2 separate regions of the Mus musculus genome follow, and region 1 is linked to region 2. The links are chromatin contacts, called in public promoter capture Hi-C maps. All regions are on one chromosome and are shown on one strand. Each heading gives the region's core, a stretch centred on a gene start, on an enhancer-like site or on the middle of the called end of the contact. The rest is flanking DNA. Distances are from core to core; before and after follow the strand shown.

Region 1 (5,028 bases), core at 1,934-4,433, 270 kb before region 2:
GAGGTAGCCTGCACACATCTGGCTGCATCCTTGGAGCATACCCTTTTCCTTGACCAGAATGGCAGAGCACTGGAGCGGTACGCCCATTATCTTGTGAGGGTTCCAGGTGACTGAATCGGCCCTTTCTATGCCACTGAGTTTGTGGCGGTGCTTCTGGGACATGAGCAGCCCACCACCCCAGGCAGCATCCACGTGCAGCCAAAGGTTGTATTTCTCACATACGTCCGCAATCTCCTGTATTGGATCAAAAGCTCCGTAAACAGTCGTGCCTGCGGTTGCATTGACATAAAAGGGAACGTATCCCTTTTGTTTGGCATCAAGAATTTTTGCCTCTAAATCAGCCGGAATTATCTTCCCCCTTTCATTGCACTCTATCAAAATCACATTGTCTGTTCCAAAGCCAAGAGCAGCCCCGGCTTTCTTTATGGAGTAGTGACTGTGTTCTGAGGTGAAGAGGACCAGTTTGGGCACACCCGCCATGCCTTTTGTCTTGACTTCCGGAAAGTACTTGTAACGAGCTGCCATGATGCTGTACATATTGGATATGGCTCCCCCGGGAGAAAATATCCCATCACCATCTTTATTTGACCATCCAATGATCTCTCTCATCTTCTTAAGTGTGATCTGTTCCATGAGAACAAACACGGGTGCAATTTCATATGTAAACATATTGGTATTAGCAGTTGATGTCAGCCATTCACCAGCTAAACCAATGATATCCAAACCAGTAGAGAGCTGGTTGAAAAATCGAGGGTGACCTGTACGAACCCCATACTTCAGGGTGTCTCTACAGTCAACCAGGATCTGCTCCAGAGACTCGGGGTGATCAGACAGCTCCAAATTAAAGCCTTCCATGCCTTACAGCAACTGGTGTGGGTGGTGGAAATCCAAAACCTTGGTGGAGCGATCGAATGTCTTGAGGACATAGTTAAGGAGAATGCCCACCACCTCCAGCAAGAATTGCACAGTTTGCTCCTCCCCGTTCTTCGCTGGAAGCAGATCTTGAGCAAACAAATTGGAGAAGTTGGTCTTTGTGCGCTGGAAGCGGGTACCCGGGTCACCGTTTTCACAGGAAAGCAGGTTCTTGGGGGACTGTCTCTCCCTGAAGGCGCTCACAAGACAATTCTTCTCTTCCAGGCTATTGGTCCTTTGCAAGAAGCCACAGATCTTCAGGCCCAGTTTTCTGATGCATCCACACCAAGTATCATATGTTGTAGGGAGCAGGTTGGTAGTATTAGGATCTGCTCCCGCAGCGTTCAAGGAGGTTGCAGGCGAAGGAGTGGAAGATGCCATCAGCTCGGTGGTCTTGGGGTCTCTATTGTTCAAGAGTCCCCCGCGGACTGGGCGCAGGAACAGGCTTTGTTCAGCCACAGTGAACTGGACCCTCCAGAGATTCCTCCAGGAAGTATCCCCTGCTGGGCTCGGATGCGCCACAGGTGTACGCGCTGGGTGTCACCACAATGCTGTTTCTTCCTTGGTTGCACGATCCCTGGTCCGGCACTCAGGTGTTTTTTTGTTTGTTTGTTTGTTTTTGGTTTTTTTTTTTTTTTAAGAGTAAAAAGAAAAGAAAAAGATTTCAAACACAGAAGACCTCAAAAAAAGTTGTGTCACCCACGGTCCCTTCCTCTGTAACTAATGGAGAGAGTAAACCAAGAAAGAGGAACAAAATAACAGGAACCTGCAAAGACATCTCCAACGTGATGCCATGGTAGAGACTCTGAGGACATAAAAGCATGGGATTCACTTTGGCAGCAGGGAGCACACTGATCCTTTCACAGGCATCCATGATAATCTTACAGAGATTACACAATGTTCCTGAATGCATCCGAAGACGATTCATCATTTTGGCAAAAAGCTTGGGGTTACGTGATCAGATGAAATTAGACAATAAATGAAGCTTTCTGCCCCTGTTAATATTTACATAGAGGACTAATTGTATTTTAAATGTTAAAGAGACTGCAATTATTCACATAAGGATATCAAAAGACTCACAACGTTGACTTCCTATACATCCATGCAGTTGGGAACACACTTCACAAATCATTTCTGGGAAAAGGAGGCAGGAAACCAACCGCCCCAAACAAATTTTTTCAAGCCAAGAAATGGCTTCAGGATAATAAAATTATCAGTCTCGAAATGAAAACTGCTAAGTGTTCAAAAGAACAGCCAGTCCAGATGGAGCAAAGAGGCACCCAAGAGATGCAAAGAGAAATTAAAGTTGACACTTTGTAATTGAAAACATTTTTAAAAGATGACAATGTAAATTGAAGAAATTAGGAACCTTAAGAAATGTCAAAAAAAATGTAAAGCTAAAATGAGCATACCATTCAGTCTGTGAATGCTGTCCTTATGGTATGAATATATAAACACGACTTGTTGACTCATTCTTTCAACCAAACACAAATTATCATTGTTTTTTTTTTTATTTACAACACTGATGGTAAAAATTACATTATTAGGTTTATTGACCAGAATGGCATTGATAAATTAGGCAAAGGAACAGTCAATTTACAAAGGAATTATAGTAACCATCAAAAGCCTATTTTAATGAAGAACAGTACCAATAGCTATCTCTGATAAGGTTGTTTCTTATATTTCTGTATACTAACTGCCCAAAAGGCCAACCTTCTAAAGAATCAGCGCTGAACACGAACAACAGTGAATACTCAACACCTGCTCCTTTAGTTAATAGTCCATAAAAAATGGTTTTATGATATTTTACACAAAATTATAGATGAGTCAGTCTATGTACTGACAATATTCATTAGCATAATACCCCACACCACACACATTACAATAGTAAATGCTTGCTTGAGAATAAGTTCACAGACAGCTTAAATGCAGAATCAGTAAGTAACCAGTTCCCTACTGTGTGCAAATTAATTCCCTACTTAATGCTCACAGCAATAGGAAAACACAGGAGCTTGGCCACTTTAGGAAGGGACTTTAAACCTAACTGGTGAAAGACATATGAATAAAATAGATCGCTGGGCCCCTAGGCACATCCTAAGGAAGATGCTAACAGAATAAAACTGGCAATTAGTGAACATTACACATTGTGTTCCATTCGTTCTGCGTGAAAATCAAACAGAAAAGCGCTCGAGAAGTCCATAGTGCAGTCCTCATTGTGACATGTCCTGAAAGGAACGTAAATCATTTTCTTTAACAGCACTGAGCTTGTTTGTTTTGTCGGATTGCCCACTCTAGTTCTTGAGAAATAATGACCACAGCTCCTCCAACGGCCTGCAGCGTTCTCTAAGGTTCCATGGGAGAGCTTTCCAGATGAGATTTAAACAAGCTGAGGTTTAAACACAACGTGGTAGCCAAGGCTGCCATTTTAACCTTTTAAATAATACTTTTTCGCTAGCATGCTATCACAATACTATCATAATGTTTAATAAACAAAACCTCAGCAGAGCTTTATGCTAGCTAGTGCTGGGTGCATTGACTTGGCATTTCCAACTTGACTCAGGTTTCAGTTGATCTCAGGAGGAAGATTTCTCCTACAGCCAGGGTACCCACAAGACAACAAGGTGATTGCTGAGACCTCCCATTCGCAAATACATCTCATGCTGATCACAATTTGTTTCATGATGTATAAAGAGACGAAAATAATACAAAAACAAATAAGATGATAAATACTCCATACAAATCATGTCCCAGCGGGTCTCATTTCACGTCTTCTGATTACAGCATTGGTTCGTTCGGTTTATCGGCTTTGTGATGAGTGAATTTGTTGAAACTGAACTCATGAAGTTACTTCTACTGCTAACATACCTTCTACCCGAATACAGCGTAGTGTTATGAGATATTTTTTGAAGGGAATTTCTGGACAACTAAATTCCACTGGGAAAGTTGTTCTGCGAAATCCTTTCTAGATCAACAAGATTATGCGTCTCTGAGAAAGGCTCCAGTCTACAACAGAAACACCGAACCATCCTAGGGTTTCTAGCCTATCGAGCACTCTTCACACCAGTAGGGCCACCAGCAGAGTCAGCCTAGGGTGCAGTATGGTCTTCCTCTTCCCACTGGGTTTTGCACAACACCTGCGAGTTAATCAGGATGTTTTGGGGTGTGCCTGCACTTCTCTGTCAACATCTCAGCTTTGGGCAGATGCCAGCCTGTAAGAGATTTTCATCTTGAGGCCGCTTCCTTTCTTGCAACACTGGTTGGACTGTTGCCAAAATCATCAAGCTACCGAGGGAACATCCCTTTTTACTTACTCCCATCCATTTCTGGATCAAAGAACCAGCCCTGAGTGCTACGACTGAAGATAGGCTTTTTTCCCCCACTCCTTCTTATTAATTACTCAACTAAAACAATCCTCACTAATCTCATTAGTCCCTTCTTTTTGACATGTTACTATCTCAGTACTGAGTTCATCTCAAGGATTTCTGCTTTGGTTTTGTTTGTTTGTTTTGCTTTTCGATTAAAGAAGAACGGAATGATTTAGGGCTACAATAATACTTATCATTCTATGAATATTCAGGTCTTTGTTTCTACATAGAAATAACAATGCAATTTCAATGCCTAATGACTATGGCAGTTTGTGTGTGTGTATGTGTGTGTGTGTGTGTGTGTGTGTTTGTGTGTGTGTGTGTGTGTGTGTGTGTGTGTGTGTGTATACCCACGGAGGCTAGAGATGGACATTGTAATTTTGCTACTCTTATGAATCATAATGTATATATGTGACATGCAGGGTATCTGATATGTGACCCCCATGAAAGGGTCATTAGACTCTAAAGGGGGTTGCAATCCATAGGTCAAGAACCTCTGTTTTACGCCATACTTTTGAAACAAGATCTCTCACCAATCTTGGGGCTCCATGATTTGGAACCCAAAAGTTCCAGGTCCCTTCCTCTTCCCATCCTAGTCGCTGGTTCCTGGCACTCTGATCACAGTCACAATCTATTTACCCAGCTTTATACGTGGGTGCCAGGAAGCTGAACTCAAGTTCTCATGCTTGCCAAGGCTAGCACTCTGCTAACTGGATTCTCCATTCCTCATTGCAGCATTTGTAAATATTAA
Region 2 (5,343 bases), core at 1,065-3,564:
AATGTCAAGTAGAGATCAAACTCTAGCTTCATTATTTGATGACCAGATGGACTTGGGTAAATTACACCAATGAGGTGAGACTATGATGTACGAAGGCTCAGAGAAGGAATTTTGTTCAATGGATAAACACACTTTTTCCTATTACAAACTTAAAATTACACACACACACACACACACACACACACACACACACACAAAACAAATTCTTTTTTTTTTTTTTTTCCCCGAGACAGGGTTTCTCTGTATAGCCCTGGCTGTCCTGGAACTCACTCTGTAGACCAGGCTGGCCTCGAACTCAGAAATCTGCTTGCCTCTGCCTCCCGAGTGCTGGGATTAAAGGTGTGTGCCACCACACCCAGTTCCACAAATTCTTTTTATATGGTATTTAGCGGATTTTCACTGTGACATAGAAAAATATTAAGTTTTGTTCCTTAAATTTTATTTTCAAACAGTTTCAAATTAGAGAAATGTTGCTATAAAAACAACAGAACAACAACAATTCTAATAATAACTTAGATTCTGTAATTTTGTTACAATTGTCATCTAGTTCTCCATCTACACCAAATCTTCTGACAAGTTGCTGGCACTGTGCACTTTTACCTGGATTATTACAATACTGTGTTCTAAGGAAAAGGCCATCCCTGACATAACTATGGCATTACTATGAAAACCAGCAAACTTAGCATTGGTATTCTCATCTAAAATTCAGTCTCTGTTGAATATTTGTCAATTTTCTCCTCTTGGTGGGGAGGTTGAACCTACTCCTCAAGTAAGACAAGCCATTGTCAATCAGATGCTGTAGAAGTGTTCTGGAGAAAGAGTTTCTACATGACCAGGATCCAGTAGAGAATTACACTGCATTAGCCTGCATTTAGCTGTGATTAAACACAGGATTCCACATAATATTCCATCGACTGACATACTACCCTTCTAGGTAACAAACACCTTTTAAAGGACACTTGTTTTATCTTCTTTTCTTGCTGGTTTTGTTACAAACACTGCTGGGATAAGCACTCCTTTGTATTTACATCCTGGTCATCCTTCAGGGTGACTCACTATGTATCATTTAGGGTCTAGCTGAGCAGCAGTAGCTGGAATGGTCGCTTTAACAGGAGGAACTCCCTATAGAGGTTTAGAAGTTTTCTTTAAAGGTGAGAGAAGTTTGGAAATAAGATGAGGTAGCAAATCCATCGACTAACTAACGACCTTTCTAAGGCCGGGGAACAAAGGGAAAGACTGGCTCTCAGATCCTAGACATTCAGAGGGACCCTGTGAAGCAAAACACTGTGTTCCCAAGGAGAGAGGAGGAATGTTCATTAAAAAGACATGTTGGAGAGGAAGAGGAAATGCCTGACATTCCTTCTCCAGCTCCTCTTCAACTTAACACAAACAAGTAAAGAACTGTACTACCAGAACCACAGAAACCCACCCAAAACTGCGATAATTTGGAGAAAGCTTAAAAGTACATATAAAATCGGAGTCTTATCGTTATCTCAAGGGAAGAAAACGAAAATGCCATAGGAATAAAAAAAAAAAAAAAGAAATCAAATTACTCTGAAATATTTGTCAAATGTAAAAGTCCAATCAAAGCATTCTGAAGTTTAAGTCCTGCACTGGCTGCCTGGCTCGGCAATACTGTTCTTTATCTGTGTTTGAGGATGTATGTGTCACATATGAGATCTTCTGTGATGTCTGACTGTCCCCAAAAGAAGGGAACTGACAAGAGACAGAACTAAGCAAGATCTAGTGCTGGCCTCAGTAGCCAAGACAATAAGGTTGTAAATCTCTCGGGATTTCACTAACTGTGAATCTAAGGACTGACAGACAGAAAGTGTACTTTAGCAGGCCACCCCCTCCCACCATGGAGCTCATTGTCAAAGAAGGATCAGGGCTAACTCCTCTATCTAAGCAGTACTCCAAAACTCAAACTCTAATGGGCACCATGCACAGAGGGCAATAAGTCAGGTCACTTTATTGCACAGCCCTGCAGATGGCCCGGAACTCCTCTGGGTGGCCAGGAAGCTCTTCACGCTGACATCCTCCAGGAGACAAGCATTTTCGGAGTGCTACCCCTGAGTAATTAATTTCCTGTGTGAAAGCTCGCTGCTGCCCTTGCATTCCTCAGGGTGCATGTGCTCTCATCTCAGAGGATGTTGCTTTTCCACAGGAAGAGGAAGGAACCAGTTGTCACTGGATGTGTGGGCTGAGCACGGCGGGCATTTTCCGCATGCCTTCGCCTCAGCTGTGGGAACTGGGGACGCAGCTTGGATTCCCGGCCAGAGAGGAGGCTGGTGGTGTCTCTGGGGCAGAGGCACAGTTTAGAAACACAGTACAGCAGGAAGTTAGAGGCAGAAATAAGATCTGCAGCTTCCACACCCGCAGTACCCAGAAATGTGCGCACTTTCTAAAGGGATTTGCAACATCTATTTACTTTGTTAGGCAGCCAATTGCATATTACAAGAAATTCTTTTGTAGAGTTTCCTGTTTTAAAAGATACATTTAACAGAGAAAAAGAAACCTCTCTTGTCACAGAAGTAAAGAAACAGAACAAAGTACTAGCTAACAAGGACAATTTATAAAAATTTGATTTGTATACAGTTTTTGGTAAATTCATTGAATTTTCCTTCCCTGTGACTTTGAAAAATAAAGAAGCTCAAATTAGCAATTTTAGGGGGGAGGGAAATACACCCCAATCATGTAACTTAGACTTCCTGTCATGATTTTTACTGCAGAGTCGATTACTGTAGGTGGGAAATGGCGCTCTTGGCCTACACCATTTTCCTTCACAGAGAGAAATTGAACAAAAGATAATGGGAACTCCACGCAGAGAAAGAAGCCATGCTCCTTTAACACACCAAACATTCCTGTTGGTGCTGCTTTAAAGTCAGTTTCAGAGAGGACGGGGAAGGGCCAGTTCCGCACTGAAGCTTTAGCCGTTTCCCTAACAGGAGGCTGCTGTGCTTTAAGGACAAGGACCTATGGGATCAGGAAAATCTCCGTTTCTGTTTCTTCTGTTTTAAAGACTGTATCTGGAAAAAAGAAAACATGTTTCCTACCTGAAGGAGGCAGGTGGAGATGCAGTACAGGAGCAAGACAGACACCTCAGAGCACCCAGACAGACACCTCAGAGCACCCAGACAGACCCCGAAAAGCACCCAGACAGACACCGAAAAGCACCCAGACAGACACTGCAGAGCACCCAGACAGATACTGCAGAGTACCCAGACAGATACTGCAGAGCACCCAGACAGATACTGCAGAGCACCCAGACAGATACTGCAGAACACCCAGACAGATACTGCAGAGTACCCAGACAGATACTGCAGAGCACCCAGACAGATACTGCAGAGCACCCAGACAGATACTGCAGAACACCCAGACAGATACTGCAGAACACCCAGACAGATACTGCAGAGCACCCAGACAGATACTGCAGAACACCCAGACAGATACTGCAGAGTACCCAGACAGATACTGCAGAGTACCCAGACAGATACTGCAGAGTACCCAGACAGATACTGCAGAGTACCCAGACAGATACTGCAGAGTACCCAGACAGATACTGCAGAGCACCCAGACAGATACTGCAGAGCACCCAGACAGATACTGCAGAGTACCCAGACAGATACTGCAGAGTACCCAGACAGATACTGCAGAGTACCCAGACAGATACTGCAGAGTACCCAGACAGATACTGCAGAGTACCCAGACAGATACTGCAGAGTACCCAGACAGATACTGCAGAGCACCCAGACAGACACCTCAGAGCCACCCAGACAGACACCTCAGAGCACCCAGACAGACACTGCAGAGCCACCCAGACAGACACTGCAGAGCCACCTAAACAGTGCTTGAAAACACACCAACCTGCCCGTTTACTGTAAGCCAACAACATATTTGGTTTTTAGAAATCATATGTGCTAAACTTACAAATCAAATGCAGCCTTATTCGCTGTAGCAAAGTTTAAAAACCTTAAAGAGAACCTGACCTTCTCCAAATGACGCCGTGAGTAAGCCTGGGGACGTAGTACAGGGAGAGGGAAGGAAGGCTGGGTGCCAGCGCCCCGTGACTTACGGGCGCTCCTGCATTATTCTTAAAACTATTTATTTATATTATCTGTGTGGACGTTTACGCTGCATGCAGAAGAAGATGGGTGCCCTGGAACGGGAGTTACAGATAGTTGTTAGTGGTCAATGTGGGTGCTGGGAATTGAACTCGGGTACTTTGGAAGAGAAACCAGTGCTCTTAACATACTCTCCAGCCTGCACGTGCATCTAAAGCTGTCAAAGTTGTACATTTTGGCTGAGGGACATTTGAATTTGCAGACACTGTGTTCTTTCAAATAAGTCCTTCCAAATCTTTGCTTACATAAGCAGTTAGGAACTGAAATAACTCTGAACTAGTTACACAATGTTGTCTAGTAACCAGGATGTACTGTTGCCACAACACCCGTGGAAATATTCTGTCTGCAAGTCTACTCTCCCTGTGTCCGCAGATGTGTCAACACAACATTGCTTTATAGGTAGTATGTACCATATGGTCCATGAAAGTGGGCAACGGCTCTCTTCCCTCAAACAGGCTGATGTAAAAAATCTTTTGCAAAAGAGAAACCAAGCGTGCTCTGCTGAGAAATGTGACTCTAAATGACATTTAGCAGGGCACTCCCCAAAGTCACAGAAAAGGCAGAGAATTTCCTTCCCCTGGTTCCAGAACCTAAGACAAGAAAACTATGATTATTTTTCTGTCCTTGGCTCTTTGTCAAAATGAGGTTGAGGCAGAAGATATTCCCAGCTGCCCTGAGATTATGCAAGGCTACACCTTACTGTCCCCTGGGAGAGGAGATAGGGAATCCCACAGCTGACATCCAATCTGTCAGGAAATCCTCTTGGCTCTGCCTTCAAAATATCTTCAGAAGCCTGCCATCTCTGACCCTCCCTTGCTCCTGCCTGTGTCAAGCCACTACTGCCTGAAGTCCATTAGTTCCTTAGTTTTCTAGGTCCTTGCCCCCAGTGCCACTGCGGCACTTACTCAGGCGGCACCTGCCATGTGACAGGTGTCTTGACCACACTCCTGCAGCCTCTCGCTATTGCCCAGAGTGCTTTTCTGCACTTTTGCAGCGTTTTTGATCCACTATCCTAAAAAGACTCTGTTTTTAACTGAGACTTCCCTGTTTCTCTGAGTGGGATGTAGAATTGAACTTTTCTGGACAGGTTTTAATTTATTGCTTCCTTTTCATTTCTTTAAAGCTGAGAATGGGGAATGACCACGGAGCAGTTCCTCAAGAAATACTTATTGCGGGAGGGACATGGACGCATATGAGAGCGAAGCCTGGCAGGATTCGG

What was found. Capture Hi-C pulls out chosen DNA fragments and counts their contacts.
Region 1: a contact with region 2 is called in a promoter capture Hi-C map of adipose tissue. The contact joins two enhancer-like sites. A contact is called at or near these places in 7 of 39 promoter capture datasets (the 3T3-L1 cell line, the C10 cell line, the HPC-7 cell line and 3 more), 1 of 15 datasets of contacts at CTCF or cohesin (large pre-B cells), 18 of 484 Hi-C or Micro-C datasets (Sertoli cells, bone marrow, bone marrow-derived macrophages and 11 more), 10 of 115 datasets of contacts at active chromatin or transcription factors (bone marrow-derived macrophages, double positive thymocytes, embryonic stem cells and 5 more) and 3 of 9 other capture datasets (adipose tissue, embryonic stem cells and liver).

What each region holds. Positions count from the first base shown.
Region 1 is chr10:99,440,311-99,445,338 of GRCm38.p6, reverse strand. It overlaps the pseudogene Gad1-ps. Among named protein-coding and RNA genes, the nearest start is that of Gm34983, 17 kb to the left of the region's middle. Within about 2 kb of position 3,183, at least 76 of the 459 cell types and tissues checked have an H3K27ac peak or open chromatin away from gene starts, as enhancers often do. A contact at or near this core is called in adipose tissue, bone marrow-derived macrophages, double positive thymocytes and 4 more, where this site is marked.
Region 2 is chr10:99,169,047-99,174,389 of GRCm38.p6, reverse strand. The region is part of intron 10 of Poc1b (POC1 centriolar protein B); the gene reads right to left. Among named protein-coding and RNA genes, the nearest start is that of Gm34574, 60 kb to the left of the region's middle. Within about 2 kb of position 2,314, at least 212 of the 459 cell types and tissues checked have an H3K27ac peak or open chromatin away from gene starts, as enhancers often do. A contact at or near this core is called in adipose tissue, bone marrow-derived macrophages, double positive thymocytes and 4 more, where this site is marked.